2 separate regions of the Sus scrofa genome follow, and region 1 is linked to region 2. Evidence: chromatin contacts called from public HiChIP or PLAC-seq data. All regions are on one chromosome and are shown on one strand. The core of a region is the stretch at or near the end of the contact, and the rest is flanking DNA. Distances in the headings are between cores, read along the strand shown.

Region 1 (3,164 bases), core at 616-3,115, 440 kb before region 2:
AGCAGAAATTGACACAATACTATAAATCAACTATACTTTAGCAAAAATAAAACAAATTAAAAAAAATCATCTAGGCTGTATGGTTGACACTGCAAAGCCAAAACAGCTGGGATTGGATGGAAGTTTCACTTTACAATCAGTTGTTTTGATATTTTGTAGATCAAACTTCGATATCAAAACTTTAAACCTTAAAATTTGATGATACTTACTTTAATGAAATCGTGCATTTTAATAATAAAAAAATAGAAGCTGGATCAATTATTCAAAGATTAGAATGTGACTTGGACTCCCCATTGATTATTATTATTATTATTTTTTGTCTTTTTGCCTTTTCTAGGGCCGCTCCCGAGGCATATGGGGGTTCCCAGACTTGGGGTCGAATCGGAGCTGTTGCCACCGGCCTGCACCAGAGCCACAGCAATGCGGGATCCGAGCTGCATCTGCGACCTACACCACAGGTCATGGCAACGCCAGATCCTTAACCCACTGAGCAAGGCCAAAGATCGAACCCGCAACCTCATGTCTCCTAGTTGGATTTGTTAACCACTGCGCCATGATGGGAACACCTGATTATCTTTTTTGAGTTAAGGAAAGTAAATTGTATAAAGCCAAACTCAAGGAAGCATGGATATTAAGGTGATTTATGAGGACACTGAAGACATAAATCAGATATAATTATCTGATTTTCAAAAATGAATCATATGCACCTCCTCAAATCGTCTCATAATTCTTTGATGACGCGCAGTGGCAAAATGCTTATGTCAAACTGAAAAGTGGACGGGAAAAGATAAATGGTAGGTCCAAGTGACAATCTGAGTTGCCAAATATTCTTCCTGAGGATTTCACTCATGGACTGTATGCTTTTTCCAGAAGGTGCTGGAGGAATGAAAAGCATCCAAGTCTTGGAAATTTAGCAACTTGTATTACAAAAGTTCTGCTTTAGTACCCACGGATGATCAGATGAAAGATTTAGGGCTTTCTGAATCCTCTTCCAAACATGTGGTTTGGGTGCCTGTAGCTCAGGCCCTGAACAAAAACAGGTAAGAAATCCTACAGCCCTGAGGTCTGTCCCAGCCTCTTACCTCTCAGCCCTTCCTATTCCTCCTTCTCATCTTTATTTTTCTTTAGCACGTTTCCCATCTACTACAGCGTGCTTTACTTTTTAAATGTTGTAGTGAAATTTACATAACATAAAATTTACCATCTTAAACATCTCTAAGTGTGCAGTTCAGTTCTTCACATTGTTGTGCCATCACCACCACCCATCTCCAGACCAATCTTTAAATGTTGTAGTGAAATTTACATAACATAAAATTTACCATTTTAAACATCTCTAAGTGTGCAGTTCCGTTCTTCACATTGTTGTGCCATCACCACCACCCATCTCCAGACCAGTCTTTCAAAACTGAAAATCTGTACCCCATTAAAAAGTACCTCTTCATCCCTGACAGCCCCTCCCCCCAGCCTCTGGCACCCACCATTGGTACTCTCTGTCCCTGTGAATTTGACTACTCTAGATACCTTATACTACAGCAATCACACAGTAGTGTTCTTCTGTGACTGGAATATTTCACTTTCCAAACTTTGTTTATCGACTAGTTCCCTTCATGAGCCTGTAAGCATCTAGGTCAGGAATTACTTTCTATATAACCTCTGCCTTATTTCCAGGGCCTGGAAAATCCCAGGAACCTAGCAGATTCAGAATAAATGTTGGTATGAATGAATGGCCCAGGAAGGCATGCTGCTAAAATGTGGTGAGAATCACTCAGAGTTGAACAGAGAATAACTAAACACATCTATGGGTTGGGCACAGCGGATATAACAGGAATAAAGCCACTGGGCTCATTTTAAAGAGCTTATGTGTGTGTTAAGGGTCAAACGGTGAAACGATTGTTGAATCATAGTGAAATCAACCCATAACTGAGGGAAGTTCACTGCTAACGAAACAGACAGGAAGTTCTCCCAATCTGGGAGGATCAGGGAAGGCACTTTTAAGGGCTACCTTTCAATCCTGCCCTGAGGAATGAGAGTGTGTGTTGGCCAGGTCAAGAGTGAAGAGTTCAAGGTCAGAAGAACAGACTAAGGAAGGGGAATGACTACAGGGCCTCTTGACTTTTTGAGCCTAGATCCCTTCTGGCAATCTGGCAAAGTCTAGAAATCCCTTCCTAGAATAAATTGTTAATGAATTAAGTAAAATACATAGGATTACAAAGGTATAAATTATATTAAACTACAATTAACAAAATTAAAAAAATATTTAGGGGAGTTACCGTCATGGCTCAGTGGTTAACGAATCCGACTAGGAACCATGAGGTTGGGGGTTTGATCCCTGGCCTTGTTCAGTGGGTTAAGGATCCAGTGTTGCTGTGAGCTGTGGTGTAGGTTGCAGATGCGGCTCAGATCCCATGTTGCTGTGGCTCTGGCGTAGGCCGGTGACTACAGCTCCGATTTGACCCCTAGCCTGGGAACCTCCATATGCTGCAGGAGCAGCCCAAGAAATGGCAAAAAGACCAAAAAAAAAAAAAAAAAAAAAAATGTTGTCCTTAAGATTATTTTATGCTTCTGCTTAGTAAACCATTTTTTAAAAAATGTCCAGGTTCCCATTGTGGCTTACAGAGTTAAGAACCCCACTAGTATCCATGAGGATGCAGGTTCTATCCCTGGCCTTGCTCAGTGGGTTAAGGATCCCGGGTTGCTGTGAGCTGTGGTGTAGGTCGCAGACATGGCTCAGATCTTGAGTTGCTGTGACTGTGACTGTGGCATAGGCCGGCAGCTGCGGCTCTGATTTGACCCCTATCCCGGGACTTCCATGTGTTGCAGGTGTGGCTCTAAAAAGACGGAAAAAAAAAAAAAAAAAGATTTACAATATAGAAAAAAGATTTCCAGTTTGTTAATACTCAGTGTTTGGCTCTGTCTGTTTGTTCTAGTTTCAAAGAAAGAATTAGGCCATTTCCTCTGACAGGCTTTAGGAGCCTCTGGTAGTTTTCCAGTTCCTATGGCTTTTTTTTGCCCCGTGGTAGGTGGGGAGGAATAATGTAATTTAAGCTAAAGCACATTAGCATCAGCTGTTCCCAAGAATATCCAAATACCTCACTTCTTCACAAAACAAAATGCTTCTTGAATTCAAATAGAGAAAGTAAATCAAGAAAAGTAGAAAAACAAAC
Region 2 (3,150 bases), core at 6-2,505:
CGGAAGGGAAAGAAGATACTGTCAGAAAGTGCCTGGGCAGCTCTGAGTTTGTGTGAGGATATAAGAGGTTCATTAGGCTATTTATTACTGTGTGAACCTCCCACCAAGACCAATTTCACAGGTGGTATTCCTAAAACCAAGCAAGCACTGAGGCTGGCTGACATTCCAAGCTCACTCCTCATTCAAGTAGCTACTACAACCTTCAGCATTGTCTGCAGACCACAGTTAGATTTTGTAATACCCAGAGATTACCAAGCTATTTGCACAACTTCTAATTTTCAACATTTTTCCACTTCCCTCCCCAAATTTAAATAGGTCATTGCTATTTTTATTCCTCCTCGAGTTTATTTGGTTCTGAAAACTGGTGCTTAAAATCATTTCCTCATTAATGGGAAAGAAAATTAAAAAAAAAAAGAAGGGACTCTCAGATGAATATTTCATAGTCAGATTCCATCCAGTAGAGTTATAAGAGGTCCACAAGGCAGGGCACTTTTAAGCATCATTTGAAGGATCCAGAGATGCATGATTTATGTCTGTGATCTATGAATCACAGCCATGCCCTGGCAGAGACATCAAGATGACACTTTTAGTGGGGTGTTCCAGGAAAGCCCTGAACAAATAGGAGAAGGACTATCTGTCTGAAGTTCACAGCTGAGAGAGTAATGGAAGGGACATTCAGAGGTCAGACAAAGGAGGTGACCAGGGAAATTCAGTGGATTATATAGGTCCTCACTGTTAGAGCCTCCCCATCCATCACCTCTTTACCTTTGGTTTTTGGCCACTTATCTAACACAGCCTGGCTTGTCAACAGCTAGTGGAGGTTACCCCAAGGACACACAGAGACACTGATGCGTGGAAGTCATGGCAGCAGCAAACCCAGGTTAGGTTTCAGTCAAGCCATTTAAGTCTCAATGGAAAGATTTTTTTTTCCCCTTCTGCTCAATAACACATTCATACCAACTGAACAGGAAGCAGACAAGTTCAGTACAAGTTCAGCTTCCACCCCACCTCTTCCCTGTGCCTGGGTTTAAGACAGGCTGCAGGACCTAAACTTAGTTTCACATTACACCCACACATACTTTGGCTCCATTGTAAAGGGAGGTCAGCAGACAGCCTATAAAACATGAAACACAAATCAGAGTTCTTATGGATGCATTTCCAGGAGATATAATCACTGGCACATTCTACCTCTCGGGATTGTAATCTTTGGCTCACCTCCCCTGCCTGCTCCAGATGGCCTGTGGGTGGGGAGTGCAGGACCAGGCCCTTCTAGATCACATCCTTCATGCGCATCACGCTCTCAATGACAAAGAGTCTGAGGTGACAGCACGACAGCAAAAGCAGATGGGAGTCATAGTTTTAGTCATTTCCCATATTTCTCCATTTTTTTTCACAAGCCAAGAAGACTGCTGATGGTATTTGACAGCAGATGTCAGTGACCCGCAGGGATGACAGTCCAGCAGTAGTGATGGAGCAGGGGTGAGCCAGGCCAGCTGGACTTGATGAATGTCAGATTAGAGCAATAGTCAAGTCACACACATGGTAAATAGACATGGCATTCAAGTATAAGGAAGGCTGTAGATATGTATGTATATGTGATGAGACCACACCAGCATTCCAGGGGATCTTAACACAGAAAATGATTTCTATGGCCAAGTATAGTTGAGAAAAACTGCGTTAAACAAAGACTGATTTCTTAGTGCAGGATTTCTCAGGACTTTAGGATGCTATTGTGTATGAACAGATCTTCAAGAAGCAATTTTCCCGTCAAATTCTTCTTTTAATGAGAGTTTATTAACATTTCATGGGACAGGTACTCCATTTGATAAATGCTGGGCTGGATAATTACTATACTGCATAGTTTCTATTCAATGTGAGGCTTTAAGAAAATAATTATTGACATTTCTCTCCATTCATTATTTTAGGTTCTACTATTTAAGCGGCTAATGGTAGTGCTAAGAAACAAAATAGGTGACATTAGAAAAACTGATCTAAAAAATGGGAAATGATACAAAGCAACTAAACTTTGAGCTGATAAAGGACCAATAAACCATCATCCTAAATACCCAGTGCTTCCAAAGATAGAAAATAATTTCTGGAAAATACTGAACATGGTTGAGTAAAGATTTGTGATGTAAAAAAACCTGGGGAAAGAGTTCCCTGGTGGCTCAGGATGTTAAGGATCCGGTGTCGTCACTGTTCTGGTTCAGGCAAAAAGGAAAAAAAAAAAAAAAATCTGGGGAAAAACAGCCAAAGAGATGAATTTATACGTAGCTTCAGAAAAATTACATTGTTGATAAAACGGTATAAATGACAATGTGATTGTTATACTATTCCATTAATAACTACTCGTTAGCTCAAGTATCAAGATGCTCACTTCCTTTAAAAGCCACTGATGTCTCATTTCAAATACCAGTAGATACAGTATTTGGGCTTATTTTTTTAATATGGGAAACAGACTACCCTCAAGATTAAAAAAAGAAGACTGTGAACATGCTGTGTAATGTACTTTAGAAAACCTGAAATTCTACAAAAGGAAATATGAATAAAAAAACAAACTTTGGAGTTCCCATCGTGGCTCAGTGGTTAACGAATCCGACTAGGAACCATGAGGTTGCGGGTTCGATCCCTGCCCTTGCTCAGTGGGTTAACGGTCCAGCGTTGCTGTGAGCTGTGGTGTAGGTTGCAGACGCGGCTTGGATCCGCGTTGCTGTGGCTCTGGCGTAGGCTGGTGGCTACAGCTCCGATTCAACCCCTAGCCTGGGAACCTCCATATGCCACAGGAGCGGCCCAAGAAATAGCAAAAAAAAAAAAAAAAAAAAAAACAAACTTTAAATGATATTAAATTGTTCTCTTGCAAAGAAATGGAAAATCTTTTAATCCTCTTAGCAAAGAAATACTTTCAGAAGTGTAGACTTAAATTCTTCTTTTTTTTTTTTTGTCTTTTCTAGGGCCGCTCCCAAGGCATATGGAGGTTCCCAGGCTAGGGGTCCAATCGGAGCTGTAGCCATCGGCCTACGCCAGAGCCACAGCAGAGTGGGACCCGAGCCGCATCTGCAGCCTAAACCACAGCTCACAGCAACGCCAGATCCTTAGCCCACAGAGTAAGGCCAGGGATCGAACCCGCAACCTCATGGTTCCTAGTCAGAT

What was found. HiChIP or PLAC-seq counts read pairs in DNA pulled down with a chosen protein or histone mark.
Region 1: an H3K27ac HiChIP or PLAC-seq map of alveolar macrophages shows a contact between it and region 2. The contact joins two enhancer-like sites. A contact is called at or near these places in 1 of 47 Hi-C or Micro-C datasets (embryonic fibroblasts) and 1 of 2 datasets of contacts at active chromatin or transcription factors (alveolar macrophages).

The regions. Positions count from the first base shown.
Region 1 is chr1:29,643,567-29,646,730 of Sscrofa11.1, reverse strand. It overlaps a transcript of SGK1 not described here. Among named protein-coding and RNA genes, the nearest start is that of SGK1, 100 kb to the left of the region's middle. Within about 2 kb of position 1,865, at least 2 of the 83 cell types and tissues checked have an H3K27ac peak or open chromatin away from gene starts, as enhancers often do. A contact at or near this core is called in alveolar macrophages, where this site is marked.
Region 2 is chr1:29,205,311-29,208,460 of Sscrofa11.1, reverse strand. No RefSeq gene overlaps it. Among named protein-coding and RNA genes, the nearest start is that of ALDH8A1, 150 kb to the right of the region's middle. Within about 2 kb of position 1,255, at least 18 of the 83 cell types and tissues checked have an H3K27ac peak or open chromatin away from gene starts, as enhancers often do. A contact at or near this core is called in alveolar macrophages, where this site is marked.